Regions from separate parts of the Gossypium hirsutum genome. Here region 2 is linked to region 1. A link is a contact called in public Hi-C data. All regions are on one chromosome and are shown on one strand. Each heading gives the region's core, a stretch centred on a gene start, on an enhancer-like site or on the middle of the called end of the contact. The rest is flanking DNA. Distances are from core to core; before and after follow the strand shown. Region 1 holds the start of LOC107955124 (23.6 kDa heat shock protein, mitochondrial). Region 2 holds the start of LOC107946855.

Region 1 (4,753 bases), core at 773-3,272:
CTCTTGATCCCACCCTAAACCGATGGAACAGAAAGGAGAAGCAATCCCAAAAATCATGAAACCCAGTTTTTCCTATTTTGCATTTTCGTTTGTTTTTTCCTCGATTTCTTTTCCCTCTTGAGAGAAAAAGTAGATATGCTAAAGAATTACGGTGGCATGGCCATTTTCGTAATGTTCTGTGATGAATCTAGAACTAAACACGAAAGCGAGGCAGAGCTGGAAGCTGAAATTTTAGGAGCTAAGCAGTTGGCAGATGAATATGAAGTTGCGATGGTGAACCACGATCAAAGAGAAACAGCTGGAATTGTGAATTAGCTAGGTGTTCAAGTTTCTGTTCATACATTCTAGCTCACTTTGTAAAGACAGGTAGCAATGCAATGTCTACATTTGCTTGTACTGGTTGTAGATTTTATCAATAAAAGTTTCAGTTTCATCTTAATTCTAATCTTATCTCTCTATTTTTTTTACGCTCTCGTCTTGTGTGACAATTTTCTCCGTCAAAGTTCAGGCACTTAAAGGTAACGTTTTAACGTTGTTAAACAATTTGAGGACGCCTGCTATAACATTGGAATCGGATTTACGGTACTAAGAATAACAGCTCACAGTCACTTTCACACGTTCGAAGCTTGAAGGGTACCGTCGCAGAAGAAGATAGATAAAAAAGCGAATTGGGGAAAAGCATTGCCACCTCCGCAACTTTGAATGAAGCGTCATACAGGGGGAACGTTCAATGGTCGACGAGCATTAAACAAATTAGAACTTGTTCATCATCTGGTTACTAATTTCAAGTCTTTTTCCATGTGCAAGCAGAGCAAAAATCTAGATCCAAAATTAACAAGGTTTTCTGTTAACACAAAATGAAAGTTCTACATTAATATTTTCTCGTATTATACTCGAAGCCCTTATTATCAAAACTAAATACGTACAAGACCCAAAGCCCCAAACCAAAGAAAACCCACTTAGCCTCATCCGTATGCAACCAGTTAACTCAGTCAATTTGAACCTGAATCACATCATTCCTCTCCTCCTCCTTCATCTTTGGAACAACCACTTTGAGCACACCGTTTTTCATCTCAGCCTTAATCTGGTCAGTCTTGTAAACTTTTTCAGGCAAATGGATCCTGCTGGTGTACCTCCCGCCATTTTCCTCCTCTTTGGATTCTTCGGCCTCGCCTTTGATCACCAGAGTGTTCTGTTCCACAGACACTTTGACATCCTCTTTCCCAAGCCCTGGCATATCAATCCTAAGGTTCAAGGCATCCTCCGTTTCCTTAGCGTCCCAGCTTCGGCGGAGACCACCCCCCATGCCACGGGAAGCGGAGAGAAATGGGCTCTCCATGAACTGATCCATCATGTTCAGGACTTGGCTCAGGCTCCTTGTTGGAGCAAAAGGATCGAACACCTCTGCACATGAAAAAGGCCGAAATCAGCATCAATTTTCGATACCCAGAAGGGAAAAAAAGAAGGAGAAGAAGAAAGAACTCAAAATGGAACACAGAACGATGAGCGACTACCTGTGAAGAAACCGTCACCGCGGCGAGAAAGTGAACGCTGGCGTTCATCACTGAGGTCACGCCCATCACCATCGTCGTCGAACTCACGCATGGCATTGGTGTTAAAGAGCCTGGAGGAGGATGGAGCGATGGCCATTGGGCGGACCACCCGCAAGGAGCTAGGGAGGATGTTGCATGAGAGGAGCCTCTTGAGAGCTAGAGATGAAGCCATCACTGTTGATTGCTAAAAAATAAAATTTCTCAAACTTGCTTGGAGAGCACGAAGAAAGCTTACGAGCCAACACTGCTTTTGGAATTTCCGCCTGCTACAGATGGGTGAAATGGTGGGTTTTATAACGAAAGGAGGAAGCTGCTAGAGAGAAATTTCTAGAAGGGTACATGTCACATGTAGTGGCTGGAGATATGCTTGTATCCCAAGAAACGCACTACGCACATATATTTTTTTGGGCTTAGGCCTATTTGGCTTTGAATTTTGCAATTTGCATTTCCTCTAGAAAAGTCGGGAACTCTCCTGGTTTTTAGGTGCAGACAGGAAAAGGAGGTATATATTTGCAACTTTTGTCGGTGATTTATTGGACACTTGATTTTAGGGGAAAAAACTTAAAAATGTAAATCATGTTCATTTATGTGAAATAACGTAAATATGAAAAAAAATTATCAACTATCTAATAATTTAAAGGGCAATTTATTAAAATAACTACTTTTATTTGTCTCAGGTTACATTTTAATCACTTATATTTGAAATGTTACGTTTTAGTCACATACATTGTCGTTTTGTTATGAAATGGTCAATTTACCGTTAATATTTATTACCTTCCAAACGGCAGTCCGGCATGATAGTTAACATGTATTTTAAATGTTAATTGGGATGTCAAGAAAAGTTAACTTTTTTTATGAAAATAAAATACAAAATTTTGCCCAGTTGATTTTTTTGTTACCATCAAAGAAGAGAATAGAAGAGCAGAACAATAAAGAAGAAGAAAAAATGGATGCACCAACGTTTCTATCTGCTTGCTATTGTTGTTGCCCAACTATATTGATAATTTCATGATTAAATGAAAATTTAGGTAGAAAATTTTTCGAGTGTCTAAATTATGAGAATAGGAGAAGGCGTTGCGTTTCTTCTACTAATTTGATCCACCTATAATATCTCATGCAGAGGTGGTGCTTGTTGGACTGTTAAGGAAAGTGAGAAACTTGGAGAGGGAGAAGAGAAAGGAGAGAATGATTTGGATTGTTGTAATAGTTGTGTTTCTTGTATTGCATTGGGTATCTAGGATTTAAAGGTTGGGTTAATGGTATATATAGGGATAAATTGTTGCTTTGGGGATTATGAATGTATTTATTTTCTATTGTTGTGAGAGTAAAAAGAAATGAGAATGATTTAGATTTTTCTCATTCTTTTTTGTCGTTATGCTCTTCTCTTTTTTATGGTAATAAAAAAAATTTCAACTAGGTAAAATGTTGTAATCTATTTTTATAAAAAAACAATTAAAATTTTTTATCTCAACTGGATATCTACGTTGGCATTTAAAATAAATTTTAACAGCCACGTTGAACGGTTGTTTGAAATATAACACAGCTTAATGGTAGAATGCCTATTTCGTAACAAAACGATAACGTAATGACTAAAACGTAACATTTCAAATATAAGTGACTAAAATATAACCTAAAACAAATAAAAATGACTATTTTAACAATTTACCCTAATTTAAAATATAGCTAACAGAAAATTTGTAATTAACGGGGTCAAAGCAAAGGTGACGGAAAATTGCTACCACAGACCTTTGACGAAACAAACAAAAGACATATCAGTGAATTTATTGGTATTTATTTATTTTATAATATAATTTGTTTTGTTGAAGTCTATATAAGAATAAGAGTGGTGGTTTTGTTGAGAGACGAAGAGATATGGAGGTCGATCTTCGACTTTATCATGGGGGTTGAAGCTTTCACGAGTCTGCTTGGGTAGACTAAAAAGAAGAAAAATAAAACATTGTAAAATTGAAAGAGAGTAGAGAGGTAGAATATTTTATTTTATTATTGGTGTATTTGATATGAAAGATGTAGAATTGAAAAAAAATATTTATTTTTGATAGAGTTTAGAAAAAAAAATTACGGATCTAAAATCACTTCTAAAACTAAGATTACATGCATAAGCAAGATTAAAAACTGTGTTACAAGAACAAACAAAAACTTCTAAAACTGAAGACTTATTAAACAATATAAAAACAAAAAATATATATAAAACTTAAGACAACAAGGATCCAAATCGTCTCGTAAAATCATTTATTATTTTGAAATATTCTCAAAACATAAACAGATTAAAAAGTTGATAAAGAGCCACACATTTTCTAAGAAAAACTATTGGTGGCCGATGAAGTTTTAGATAACTACATGCATCGTCATCTATCCATCACAACTTATGAATATAACAAATATACCCACAAAATAGATCTACAAACTGAAAAAGAAGATATGTGGAGTGAATGAGAAGAAGATTTCTTAATCTCGTTTATAGAGTTAAAAATTGGTAAAAATAGTATTGAGACCTTTATATTAGGTGTCAGATTACATTTTGCCTCTTTACTAAAAAAATTGATAAATTAGTCTCTGCACATTAGATCAATGAGCAAATTGGTTATTTTTGTTAAAAATTTTATTTATTTTTACTGTTAAAACTGGAATGAATAACAAAGATAATTAAACAGTAAAATATGATATGTCACATATACCTCATGGTTTACAAGAATTAATTTTTAAAAGTAAAAATAGATAAAAATATTAACAAAATGATCAATTTACTATTTAATCTAATGACTAATTTACTCATTTTTTTAGTAAAAGAAGATGAAAAACAAAAAAAAATTATAAATTTATTTGATATTCTCTTCTATTAACCTTTCACTTTTCTACTATACTCTCACGTGGACATGGATATGTCTGTAGATTCCCAGAGAGACATAGGCTAAAGGCTTGAGCTAGGTTTGGGTTTTGATCTGATGTGGATTGTTTTGGCCCAACGATCTTTGGTGCAAAACTTTGTTATTGTTCTTGTCAAATAAAAAGAAACTGATAATTTTGAAGAGAACCATCTAAACGTCACCGCAGAGGCCCAAAGGCAACTCCAACTCAACTCATCTCCCATACCGTCAGTCTGTCAGCACCAGCAGACCGCATCGAATACTCCCTCCGGAAAACAAACGAACCGCCCTCTCTGTGCTATATGACCCGTTAGC
Region 2 (4,753 bases), core at 1,205-3,704, 130 kb before region 1:
CATTCATCCATGCAAAGGGGAATCAAGCACTCCTGGTCCGACCCACATGTATTAAATAATTGATTATCTGTTTTTATCCCTCTCTCTAATGAGTTCACAGTTTATCCTCCTCTACCTACCCATCCTGCCTTTCTTTTATTATATTCTTTGTCCAATTTACCATGTTTTATTAGCATAAAGAATGTAAGAAATGTGTGGAAAGTGGTTAATGTAATAAAACTTGCATTATATTTCATTAATTCAGTGTGCACAAGCTTTTTCTTAGGTTATGCAATAAAAAGCTGAATGAACCAAATAATTATCCTATCTTTATGGCACACCTAAAACTCAATGTTTTGTCCTAATATAACATTCATTAGGTTGGTTTACCATGTTTTAGTTTAATTCAGGAGGAGGACTGCATTATTATTTCTTATCTTACTATTTATTTTATATCTCTGGGATTTCTGCAATTGTAAAATCATAATGATGTTTGTATTTTCTGTAGATAACCATTGTTTGTCCATGCTCGTAAATAATAAGGTTTATTGGTGTAATAATGAAAGAATTTGATCCTACTTTCCCTCTTTCTCATTTGAAGTTCATATGGTACCACCAATATTTATATTACATTATAGATATCTCAACTTCTAAAGAATTCTACTTATTTATGTTATATGGAATAATTAATAAAAATAATAATTATATACCTTGCTTCCTTTAAACAAAAAAATGGTCACAGACAACCTAATGAATCGATGCATGCACGTAATAATGGGAATGAAAGAGAATTCTTTTAATATATATTTATAATCCTTAATTAACCTTTGAGATTTTTATTATTTTAATATTTTATATATTTATAATTTTAAAGAATTAAATTAAATTTTTATCATTTTTAAATGAATTAAAGTGTAACTAATTTAAAATTTTAAAAATTTTAATAGACTTCCATTTTTGCCTACCTCCCTGCTCAACACTTTTCTTTAAACAAGGGTATGGATAGTGTTTTGACGAGGAACGAAAGGATTCAAAATTGGTTTGTGCAGATTACATCATTATTTATATGTAAAGATTGTCTGACTACATCTATGATGAAGTGATAATTTTGTCTTTTTCAAAAAATGATTCTTAATTATATGTAGTCCTTAACCAATCGAGTGTAATAATTTGCAAAAAAAATTCTTTATTATTTATTTTTTAGGAATGAGCCAAGAAGATAGAATTAAGGATGAAAATCCGACCAACAAATTCAAAAGTCACTGCTCCTCTGTATTTATTTTTTAATTGTGAATTTGATTCAAAATGATTTTTATAAATAAAACCAGCTCACTATTGCAATAATTTTGTAAGGCCTGGCTTGAGTTAGAGGTGGTTATTGCGAGTTTGGATTCGGGAAGGGCTCAATAAAAAATTTAGGTATGTTCGTTAGGTTTAGGTCCGGCTAAAAAATAGGTTTAAAATTTTGTCAAAGCCCGGTCTGGATAAAAATACTAAAATTTGAACTCAGTCCGTAGGTATTTTTTTATATTTTTATTTATTTTTTAAATATATATTATATAAAAAATACTAAAAACATTAAAATAAATATTTTTCAACAAATTGAAAATAAATTTTAAAAAATATGTATACTTAAATAACAGTAAACTAGATATAACTTAACAAGCAAATGCCTCTAAAATAATAACAAATTTAACAATAAAACAAATGTTATACAATATCCATACCAACATTGCAACTCCATTCGCGGCAGAAGCACATGCAGGGTTACAAGCTTTAGAGTTAGGAAGATCTATGGGGCTTAAAGATTTACAAATAATGGGAGATTCGAAAATGATTATCAAAAAGTGTCAAAGTTCAGAACAAGACAGATCGGTCATCGGAGCAATCATCAAAGATATTCAAGAGATTAAAACCAATTTTAATAGTATCTGTTTTTGTTATATTCCGAGAACTGATAATATTTTTGCCCATTTGGTTGCAATAGAAGCTTTAAAGAAGGGAGAAGAACATTACCTGGCTGGGGCGATTCCGAATACCGTCCAACAAGCAGCGGAGAGGATAAATCCAAGATATTAAGATTAAGAGCAAAGAGGTGACTGTTGGAAGGAGTAGCAAACGGCAAAAAGATTTGGGGAAATCTGCTACTATTAATGGCTGGATCGGTGATGGGAAATGAAAAGATAATGGAGGCCAGCTGTTTCTGATCAACTGAGATTTCTAGAAGCATTATTTTCTTTATTTGTATTTTCTTATTTTATTAGGGTCATTTCTTTTTTCAGTTTATTTTTTTGAATTATGGGCCAATACGTTGGAGGCCTGTTCTATTTTTATTAGTTTTGTTTTAGGTCTGCTTAACTGGACTACTAAGCCTATTTGGCTCTTTTATTATATCTCAGTTGCAATTTAAAAAAAAAAACAATAACAATAAAATAGTAGTAATATAATAGTAAAATGGTAGTAAAATAGGGAGAAAATAACAAGAAAATAATACTAAAACAAAAAAAAAAACATTTTTTTTATCCTTTTGTGAATTCGGGCTGGGCCGAGCTTGGACCAAAAATGTCTTACCCAAGGCTTGACCCGTTTTCTAAACGGGTCTTTTTTTTTGCACAAGCCCATTTTTCGGCATATATTTTTTTTCAAATCCTCTCAATTTTCGAGCAGGCCTTCGAGTCGGACCCGGTGGCTCAACCCATGGGTAGGTCTAACTTGAGTAATGAGATCAACGTTTCTTCTTTTAGAAACCTTAATTTTCATGTCTACTCATGCCAAAAGAAAGAAGCAAAAACAATTTAGAAGCAGATTATATTATTAAGATGACTTTTGACAAGAATGAGACTGTTCAGTTAATTGAAGAAACTCCTTTAGATTTGATTAGGCTTATGTAATAACTTCGTTTTGTTTTCACCAAAAATAAAACAAAAACAAAAATTTTCATATATTAAAGAAGGTGATTCATACAAAAAAAAAAAAGGCATTAGCTACATTCACTTAGGGTGTACATTTTTTTTTAAAATTTAAAAAATTAAAGTGAACTGAAATGAAAATTCGATTTTTTTTCAGTTTTTTTATTTAACCGATTTTAAAGTTCAGTTTAATTAGTTTATTCGATTGATTTTCTGTTTTTATATTTTTAAATCTAATAAATCGATTAAAATTTTAGCTATTAAACCCATAAGACCATAACTTATTTATATACTTAAATCCAAATTTAAATCTTAAGCTTAAATATACATTAAAATTTAATATTCTTAAAAGCCGAAACCCATTAAAACTTTACAACTCAATACCCAATTAAATTTAAAACCCAATTTGAAATGATAATTTTTTTATGATATTCATTTTATCAATATAAAAAACTTAAAAGCTAAACACATTAAGGTTAAAAAATACCATGAAAAGGTGTTTTTTTAATAGTATTTACCGTTATTGTCAAAAATTGCTTATGAGAATATAAAATATCTATTTTAAACATAAAGTTATAAAATAAAATATTTAATGAGGGGATAAAAATATAAATTCATTAAAAAATATTTTCCAAAAGCTAAAAATTTTGGCTTGAGTTAAAATCCAAGTTTAAAATCAATATTTGATTTGAAAAACTTCGAGCTTTATCAATTTTTTATTATTATTTGAAATCATGGTTTCAAATGCTCAGTTCAAGTCATCTATTCTATGACTTTTTCCCTAAAAAATAATTTAAAAGTGATACGATAAAAATTCTAAAGAAACAGAAGGGATACCATAAAAAATCTAAAAGGACTAAAATTAAAGTGGAAGAAAGAAGCCAATTATGTGAAAAGAAATTTAAAGGAAATAAAATACGTACCTCAATTAGAAAATATTTTTTGTCCAACTCAAACAACATAAAAAAAAAACTTAAAAACCAAATTAAATCGAATTAAAAATATTCGATTTACAATTTTACATGAATAATTCTATTTATTCGATTTTCGATATAAAAAACCATACCAACTGAATGCATACCCCTACATTCACCGAAGGTTGTCTCTAGAATTTTTTTTGAGAATAATTATTTCCCTTTCGTATGCAAAACAATTAAGAAATATAATTTTCAAAGTACAATGTTTTTACTTGAACTGAACAATTTGTATGTTGCACTCTTTGAATTGTTGTAAACTAGAATGATGCATAGACAAGCTCAGGAAAAAAATATTTTGTAGCGATATTTTCACTTACAATTTGGATGGAATGAGTTCTCTAATTCAATTCCATTATTTTATTTGATTTTTAGTTTTTATAATCTTATTTATTTAATTAATTTTCATATATAATATTTTAAATATAAATATAAATATTTGTTTATTTATATTTATATTTGTTCATTAACGTATTTTGTCCAACAATTTTAAGACATATTTTATTATTTTACAATTCTTTAATCCGAGATGAATGAGAGACCAAGGCGAAAAGAAAAAAATTGTTGTATTTTATTTGAGAATAAAAAATTAAAATTGAATAAAATCTGTTTTGGAATTTATTCATACCGTTTAATAGATTTTTTTCCTTTTTGATTTTGTTTCCAAACGAGAATTAAAATTAAATAAAATCTATTTAGGAATTTATTTTCGTTGTTTAACCGATTTTATTCCATTTTGATTTTGTTTTTAAACGAGAATTTTTACTTTTTTCAAATGAGAAACAAAATCAAAATCAAATAAAATCTGTTAAATGGCGGGAATAAATTTCAAAATAAATTTTATTTAATTTTTAATTCTCATTCGAAAACAAAATCAAAATGGAATAAAAT

What was found. Hi-C and Micro-C count contacts between places; a contact is called where the count stands out from the background.
Region 2: a contact with region 1 is called in a Hi-C map of seedling, with 2.4 times the contacts expected there. The contact joins the promoter of LOC107946855 here to the promoter of LOC107955124 in region 1. A contact is called at or near these places in 4 of 34 Hi-C or Micro-C datasets (callus, hypocotyl, leaf and 1 more).

Annotation. Positions count from the first base shown.
Region 1 is chrD12:55,589,799-55,594,551 of Gossypium_hirsutum_v2.1, reverse strand. LOC107955124 (23.6 kDa heat shock protein, mitochondrial) reads right to left here and starts at 2,022. Exons shown (of 2, transcript XM_016890849.2): 1 at 1,515-2,022; 2 at 821-1,404. The coding sequence starts at 1,725. The coding sequence ends at 989. It overlaps LOC107955122 (conserved oligomeric Golgi complex subunit 7), which reads left to right and starts at 4,594. Exons shown (of 10, transcript XM_016890844.2): 1 at 4,594-4,753.
Region 2 is chrD12:55,724,372-55,729,124 of Gossypium_hirsutum_v2.1, reverse strand. LOC107946855 reads right to left here and starts at 2,454. Exons shown (of 2, transcript XR_001697015.2): 1 at 1,996-2,454.